2 separate regions of the Gossypium hirsutum genome follow, and region 2 is linked to region 1. A link is a contact called in public Hi-C data. All regions are on one chromosome and are shown on one strand. Each heading gives the region's core, a stretch centred on a gene start, on an enhancer-like site or on the middle of the called end of the contact. The rest is flanking DNA. Distances are from core to core; before and after follow the strand shown.

Region 1 (4,684 bases), core at 696-3,195:
CTAAAAAAAAAAAGAAATTTGACTTGTATTGCGGTTTTCAAAATAAATGATCTCATTTGTGGTTGACATGCTGCTCATTGAGAATTTTAAAATTCAATTAGTATCCAGTATACTATAGACTAATATCAAGAATACTTCAACTTAGCCTAAATCTACATTCAGCTGAACAAAGGGATGCACAAACAACGCATTCATTCAGAAAAATCCATGCTTAAAAACAGCAAAAACAATCATGTTGAAATGGAGTTTCATAATGTTGAAATGGAGTTTCATATTTCATCCCATTATGCTTACAATCTTCCTTCACAATCACTTTATTGAAACCGAAGAAATTAACAAAAGACATTTGGAACAACATCTGCAACAGCAAGCCTGTAATCAGATAATCTTCCTGTGCCTAAACACAATCCGGGAGTCACTGAAGTGGAAAACAAGTTTCTTTCATGTCACTCTGCACTCTTAGGACATGAATATAAATATACCCAAACATAAACTAAAAGCACCAATGAAATTAGCAACAGACAAATTAAAAAATGCCGGCAAAGCAAATGAATGCTAAAATCCTAAGGCCTCCTAACAAAGTAACAAGGATAGGCGAATAGAAAAATCAAGGAAAAAATATCTAATAATAATGCTAGTTCTCGGTTTTTCTCTCCTCTTTTATTGTATCAATCCTTGAACCTTGTGGATACACATGCAAATGAAATCAATTACATGCCATTATGACAGAGACAGGCCATAATTCCTTAAAGTTATGTAGACTTGGAGCACAAAATATATAGGCATAAATAAAGTAACAATGAATTGGAGTTTCATAGTAACTCCGAGTAGAGGAAAAAGAATCAAGTTTTCAAGCATCAAGAATAAATGACCTCCCTCTTAGTTGTGTTCGATTAACCTCTTATAAATGCAAAATATGCAAAATCAAAACTCAACAAATCATACTAAGCAGAAAGAAAAACTGTACCTAATGCTTATCTCCATGACCGTGAGAATGATCATCATGGCCCTCCCAAGGGTGTCGCCAACCCTAAGAGCGACAAAGTCAGTCCGGGAATGAAAGCAAGTTACTTCAGATAAGGATTGATTATGAAGGCAACTGAAAAGAGGAACTTCTTACCAATACAACAGGACCATCTTGCTTAGCCCTGTACAAGACCCAAAACCTGAAACACCAGATTCAAGGAACTTCAAAAAATCCATCAGCATTGCAATCTAATCTTTATTAATGTTTGCAAGCAACCTGACTTATATCATCTATGAATCACAAGGATAATACAGTGACAATGTACACGGCCATCAGTATCCATGATCGTTAATGGAAAAGCTTGCAGATAATAATTCTAAAACATAAAACCTTCGAGCATCAACTAATTTGATCCAAATTCAAGCCTTCACTGCACATCTTTCAAACTAAACCCCCAATTTTTTTATAAATTAAATTTCCACTTTCAAGGCGTATCCATGAATTCTTTTTACAGATATGCTAATTGAAATTGCACCAAATTCCCAAATGTCTTGGCACAACAGAATCACTAGATAAACTAAATCCAATAAACGTCAGATTGGTAACAAATAAGGATACCGATTAATTCAAACAAAAAGGAAAAATAAAAATTACCACATAACGGCACACAAGCCTTTGCCGGTGACAACATGCCATCGCTTTGGATGATGCAAAGTTAGACCTTTGTAAGTTGTACTCTCTCCATGGCCTCCTCCCATCTCTCCCTGCAACCAAACCCTAAACACCAGAAATGTTCCCAAGTGTTCGAAGGTGGATTAATCACTTGCCGGTTGCTTAGATTTAAACCGATCCTGAACCGTTGGATGCGAATTTGACCAACTGAAGGTGTGGTTCCCATATGTGCTGGTTTCTTTTCGTTGTACCAGGCCTTTTTCACGAAATCGGCTAAGCCCAAGCCATTGATCCATAAATCTGAGAGTTGATGTATTACAGGGATTAGATGGTTGTATTATTAAATGAATCAAATTAGTCCTATATTATTAAAAAGTATCAAATAGATTTAACATTTAATGTATAAAAAATGGTCTTTGAAAATTATTTTTTTCAATTGTAATTTAATTCTAAACAGAATATTTTATTTACAAAACCATAAAACTTTTAAAAATATTAGCTATGCTAAATAGTAAATGATACTTTTTTAAAATAGTATATGTTAAATCTATTCTAATTTAGTTTTAGTTAATTTTTTAATAGTATAAGGACTAAATTAATTTATTTAATTATAAAAAATATTAATTTAATCAGATTTTTATAATAGAGGACCTCCCCATTTCACTAAAGGAGAGGAAAACAAAATTCATTTCACCCCTTTCACTTGTAGTTTAGTTTATTTAATTCTTAAAATTGTAGATTGTTTTTTAATATTTATTTATTTTAATTTTAATATAATTTGTATATTTTAAATTATTATTAATTAGCACAAAATATAGTTTTAATTATTTAATTTAGATTTTTATTATATTTTAATTTTACTTACCAAATATATACTTTTTATTTTATATTTCATTAATTAATATACATATATTTTTAATGATTTTAAATTATTTATTATATATAAACACAGTTTAATTTAAATATCTTTAATGGTTATTTTCTATTCTTGTCTCTATTGTTATGTTTTGAATTTAAATACAGCTATTGCCCTTGGTAAATTTACCGAAGATGAAAATGATTTATTTGATATTATGTATGACTGGTTATGTAGGGACCTTTTCGTTTTTGTAGGTTGATCCGCCCTATTGCTCTTTCCCTATTCCTATTTCGTTTTAGGGGGTTGGTTTATAGGTACAACCTTTATAACTTCATGGTATATTCATGGATTGACCAGCTCCTATTTGGAAGGTTGCAATTTTTTAACCGCCGCAGTTTCTACCCCTGCTAGTAGTTTAGCACATTCTTTGTTGTTACTATGGGGTCCTAAAGCACAAGGAGATTTTACTTTTTGGTGTCAATTAGGTGGTCCGTGGACATTTGTTGCTCTCCACAGTGCTTTCGAACTAATAGTATTTATGTTACATTAATTCGCACTTGCGTGATCTGTCCAATTGCAACCTTATAACGCAACTGCATTCTCTGGTCCAACTACATGCACAATATTTTGGAATCTACATCATGTTTTTGAAAACGTAAGAATTCAAAGTATCTTGGTCCTTTCTTATGAGTTGATCCCGAAGGAAATTAATTAGAAATTTTTTGGTAAATCGTTAATTTATTTAATATTTAACTATATTTATTTATAAGTTTACTAGATTGAAATTTTATGATGTATAAAAATTTATAGACCCCATGTTACATTCAGTAAAAATTTATGATACAAGTATTGGGTGTACTCAACGTGTCTAAGCCTGCTCCACCGATGTGTTAGAAATGATTCCTTGCAATGGATGTAAAGCTAAGTAGATTGCTTCCACAGTCTAACTACTTAATTGATTAATTTCTTTACCACCACTATTTTCAATCTTAACAAAGTCATTTCATTGTCATATAAGTAGAAAATGTATGTATTTTGAATATTGATAGGTTGTAACACCCCTCACCTGTATTCAATACCGGAATAGGGTTACAGAGTATTATTGAACTTATAAAACAATTAAAAATTCATTTAGCATACATTTTCACAATTCATGCATTCATCATTCAATCTCAATCAATTTGTCCCTACTACGAGACTTCGAGGCCCTAAACATGTTTTGGGAGTGGATTGGGACTAAACCAATAACTTAAGAAACTTTCACGAAACTTAGAAAATTTTCTCAAAACAGGGGACACACACTCGTGTGGTCCGCCTATGTGTCTCACATGGCCACCAGACACGCCAGTGTCACAAGCTGAGTGGACATTCGAAATGGGAGCACATGGTCGTGTCCCAGCCCGTTTTCGACCCCGTGTAACTCTCTGACTTGGGTCACACGGCCAACACATACGCCCCTGTGGCCTAAAAATGACCATACATGCCCGTGTGCTAGGCCGTGCCAAACTTGTAGGGTATACCGACTGATGCCACACGGCTAAGTCACACGCCCGTGTGTGAGGCCATGTGGAGCATACTGAATTGATGTTAATTTCAACACTAGGGGACACACGCCGTGTAACATAACCATGTGTCATAGACGGCCGAGACACACGTCCGTGTTTCTGCCCGTGTGGACAAAAAAATAGGCTATTTACCAAGCCAATTTGCCACCCAAATTTATGCATTCTTACATCAAACCAATTGGTACAAGACATAAATAAGCATTCAATCTACTTCAACCAAGCATCATTTATTCCATTTCAATATAAAAAATTACACGACTCACCATACCACAATATACAATTCAACTACATATCAAAATTTACCCTTTTCATTCATCAATATGGTCATTTTCAAACATGTATCAAATTACCTAAACTCATAGAATACTAATTACAGATTCATCAACCATTTGATTTTCACTGTATCCATTTTCAACAAGCACCAAATACCATCATAACTAACATTTATAAGGCAATTACTAAACTCAAACAAAGGCTATTTGCACACTTATATACATCATCAAATTCACCATTATAAGCCAACTCACATGACTATATATTTACATACCAAACCTAATATTTACAAGCCAACACAAATGGCCAAAAGATATATACCAAAAAGACCAAGTCCCTATACATGCC
Region 2 (4,684 bases), core at 1,036-3,535, 260 kb after region 1:
GTTTTATGAAAAATATTTTCTGTATTTTTTCGTGTTTGTTTCACAGAAAATAGTTTAGTTAATGAAAAATAACTTACAGGTCAAGATAAAATAAGTCATTTTTTTGTAAAATGACTTACTATTTTGAAAAGCGCAAGTCATTTTCAGGAAAAGAGCTCATCTATAGGTAATTTTATTTTTATATACAAATTAATTTAAATCAAGCTTAATATTATTATATTGATAATAAATTTTATTTTTTATTTTTAAAATATTTAAAATATTATATTGTTCAATATTATTAAACATACATATTTAATTATTTATATTTAGTCATATAATAAATTATTAATATAATAAATATAATTTATTATTTTAATAAATTATTTAATATTTCAATTTTATTTTAATAATAAATTTTAAAAATAATAATTTTACATAATATTATTCACATATTATTAAAAATATTCAATATTAATATTTTAATAACACATATTTATTACAATTATAAATATATTTATAATAAATGTTTTGTAATATAAAGGTTAAGATATGTCATAAGTCTATGTATACTTCACAGATTTGTAATTTAATCTTTGTACTTTTATTTTCAAGAATTTAGTCCCTTTACTTTTTAAATTTGAAAATCAAGCCGAATTGTTGACATGGTTAATTTTTTTTGTCCATCTTGTTGATGTCACATTTTTAAATAAAAAATACTCACTTGATAGTCATGTAATTAAAAAATGGCATCGTAATGAATTTGAATTTAACATAATATTTTTAATATATGCAAAAACAATGTAAAATATAAAATTATAGATAAAAAATAAATTCAACTAAACAACGAAAAAATAAGAAAATCTCAAATGTATGTTTGTTTAATTGAAAACAGGTTTTATGAAATATTTTTAAGAAATCTACTAAACAATAAAAAAATATTTTACACAGATTCATCCAAACACCAGAAAATATTAACTTTTCTAGAAAAATAAATTATTTTCTAAAAATTATTTTTCGAAAATTATTTTTAGTAAAACAAATGGAGCCTAAATTTTATAAATAAAAATATATTCAGTATTTACCGATTCAATGAACCAAGAATGAGGCCATTTGAATGAAATCCTAGTAATGTTTAATAAATTCGACGAATTTTCTGAGCTAGTTTCCTTCATAGTTTATTATTTTGATAATAATAATAGGAGGACGAAGCCAAAAAGAATTTTAGAAGTGAAAATCAAATTATAAATTTTACGATAATAAAAAGTAATTTTATTATTTTAATAGTTTATATATTTATATTTTTTTAAAAATTAAATTAAGTTTTTATTTTTTAGAGAGAATTAAAGTATTTTATTATTTTAAAATTTTAAAAAATTTAAATAAAAATTTTCATTTTAAATGGCCTGCTGTCCCTAACTGCATCCCTGAATCATAATTCACATTTTTAAGACAAAATATGAGGCAACAAACAAATACAAATAATCATAATGGTATATAATATTAGCATTCGTATCTGTTTAATTAAATTCAAATTATTTGAATGGAATTTAATTATTTTAATATCGATTTAAAGATAAAATTGTATATAAATAAATGGAGAGGATAAAAAATATACTATAAGATATTATAAAATTTAATTAATTTGTCCTTGAAATTATTGGAGTAAATAATAAGTTAAGCTCAAATGTAGAAAACAAAATTCAATTCGAATGAACCTCAAACTTTTTAATTGAAGCGATAATGGTTTTAAGTTGAATTATGTTTTTACTACTTGTATAATGAGTAAGTTATGTATTCGATCAGTTTTTTTTTAATTTTTAATTTTAATTATTGTAATTTTTGAATTTTAAAATTTTAATTTCAATTTAAATAATAGTAAACTTTTTATGTCAAATTTTGCTATTAATCTCTCCTTGTTCTCAAATTTGATTAATTTTAGTATTTATAATTTTTCATATTTTAAATTTCAATTTTAATTAAAATGTTAATCATTAAATTCATTAAATCAAATTACATAATTTTTTTATAACATAATTTGAAAATAGTATAAAACTAGAGTATAAAAATTAAATTTAGAATTAATGTATAATACTAAAATTAGACCATAATTTATTGATTCTAACAAGAACAAAAATAATGCGAGATCAAAAGTGGGGTCTTGACTTTGGGTTTCCCTGCTTTAAATTAATCACTTGGCAGTTTCACATGTAAAGGTCAAAACAAAAGAGAAGAGTACAAAACACACATGACACCACCACTCTCATAATATTAGTATTGTATTGAAGTCATTCTTCCACCGCCTCGCTATCAATACATTTGCAATGAAGCCGAAGCTCATATGACCCTGAATCACATTGCTGATGTTTATCTAAGCACCCCACCACCGACACTGCCTTTTATTTTTCTTTTCTTTACGGCTTATTTACACTTGCAGACAGACATCATCCCCTGTACCGCACTAAAAGAGTGTGCCACTCCCCTCCTTTTTTCTTTTTAAAGTCTTTCACTTTCGCTACATAGGAACTGAGAGCCAGGAAAGGTTTTTTTTTTTTTTTTTCATTTTATACTTCCAAAATGCAGCTTCATTTGGCGGTGGTATTGCTTTGTGCCACAGCTGGTCTTTTTGCCATTGCCGGTGCTGAAGATCCCTACAGATTCTTCGACTGGAATGTTACCTTTGGTGACATTTATCCTCTTGGAGTTCGCCAAACGGTGACCCTTCGTTCATTCACATCTTGCTGTTTTTGTTTTAAACCATATATGATGATGAATTGATTAGTTAGATTTTGATTTTGGCAGGGTATTCTTATCAATGGTCAATTCCCGGGCCCTGACATTCACTCTGTTACCAACGACAATCTCATTATCAACGTCCATAACAGTTTAAACGAGCCTTTTCTTATTTCCTGGTAAGATCCAACTCCATTCATTCCATCTTCTTCTATCCACAAACATTTACCCACCCTTTCTTTTGAAAGACACGAATCTAACTAATCATCATCTGTCTAGCTGCCATGTGGGGGCATATTTTTAAGCTTAGTACCATTCTGACAAACATCCTAATTAGTTGTTTACTAAGATTTGTTATTAAAAGAATCGGTCAGCTTTATTCGTTTTACTTCTTTCCTGCCATCCTTGCATGTGGTTGGTCACATGGCAGATCTGGTTGTCCCCATTCATTTCCTTCCTTTAACTCTTTCCTGTAAAGTGAAAGACTGCCCGTGAAAGCGGCAATTTGAATGCCAAGGTTTAAGGCATAGGTCTTGGAGACACAGAAAATAGTGTCTAGTATCAGTCTATAACTAGAAAGCAAAAGTGTCCTTGATTGAGAGAGACAGCGTTTTAAGATTTTACTGGTGAATTAATTTGGGAAAGTTGGATGGCCCATAATCTACCTAATTTTAAACCCATCATTCATCATGGCCCAATTTTTAATTAGCTGTCTCCCACCACCACCTAAGAGATAATGGGAAGGTGCAATGTTGGTGGACTTAGGAATGTTTTGATAGAGATTTGGACGCATACCAGAAAAAGGAAGCTAATGTCTTTCATACCTCAATATTTTGTTCATCATTTATGAGCTTGCAAATAAAATGTAAGATTGCAGTATTTTGTTCTTGATATTGAATTGAATTGAATTGAATTGTTCATCACTTGTAAAGTCCTGAAAATGTAGAAAAGTTGCATACAAGTGGTAAAAGCTGTGAACTTGATGAAAGATGCCATCTAAAATTAGCAGATACTAAAATGAAATGGTAAATGTAGGAGTGGAATCCAACAGAGGAGGAATTCTTATGAAGATGGTGTATATGGAACAACCTGTCCTATTCCACCAGGAAAGAACTTCACATACATTCTTCAGGTCAAGGATCAGATAGGAAGTTTCTTTTACTTCCCCTCTCTTGCATTCCATAAGGCTTCTGGTGGTTTTGGAGGGATCAGGATCCTCAGCCGACCTCGGATCCCGGTTCCCTTCCCGGATCCTGCTGGAGATTACACTGTTCTTGTTGGAGATTGGTACAAGTCCAATCACACGGTATTAATCATCCTTCATTTTTCAAACCCTTGCCTTTACTTGGCATTTAAATGGAAAATGCATGATCTTCATAAAAGTTGTGACACTTCTAACATTTGGGATCACTTGGTTTCTGGAAATGTGCTTGTGCAGAATTTGAAAGCTCGTCTGGATCGTGGTAAGAAGCTCCCTTTCCCTGATGGAATCCTTATAAACGGTCGAGGACCTGGCGGTGCCTCATTCAACGTTGAACAGGGTATATTAGTCACTCTAATTATATGTGGTTTAAGTTGTTTCGGAAGGATTTGATTTGAGAATAAACATGTTGTGCACCATTTATTGCAGGGAAAACCTACAGGCTTCGGATATCAAATGTTGGATTGCAGAATTCTCTCAATTTCCGCATCCAAAACCATCGGTTGACGTTGGTAGAAGTTGAGGGAACCCACACTTTGCAAACTACCTACTCTTCAATAGACCTTCACCTTGGCCAATCATGTTCAGTTTTATTTAAAGCTGATCAGCCTGCAAAAGATTATTACATTGCAGTCTCCACTCGCTTCACCAGCCGGGTCCTCACCTCTACAGCAATTCTCCGATATAGCAATTCCGCTGGCCCTGTCTCTGGTCCTCCTCCTGGTGGACCAACTATCCAAATTGACTGGTCCTTGAACCAGGCCCGCTCTA

The links. Hi-C and Micro-C count contacts between places; a contact is called where the count stands out from the background.
Region 2: a contact with region 1 is called in a Hi-C map of leaf, with 4 times the contacts expected there. The contact joins the promoter of LOC107916611 here to the promoter of LOC107916634 in region 1. A contact is called at or near these places in 2 of 34 Hi-C or Micro-C datasets (both in leaf).

The regions. Positions count from the first base shown.
Region 1 is chrA01:20,571,458-20,576,141 of Gossypium_hirsutum_v2.1, forward strand. LOC107916634 (NADH dehydrogenase [ubiquinone] 1 beta subcomplex subunit 2) reads right to left here and starts at 1,946. Exons shown (of 4, transcript XM_016845948.2): 1 at 1,622-1,946; 2 at 1,121-1,166; 3 at 968-1,030; 4 at 176-358. The coding sequence starts at 1,725. The coding sequence ends at 968.
Region 2 is chrA01:20,835,537-20,840,220 of Gossypium_hirsutum_v2.1, forward strand. It overlaps LOC107916611 (L-ascorbate oxidase homolog), which reads left to right and starts at 2,286. Exons shown (of 8, transcript XM_016845915.2): 1 at 2,286-2,694; 2 at 2,782-2,891; 3 at 3,748-4,018; 4 at 4,151-4,253; 5 at 4,343-4,684. The coding sequence starts at 2,557.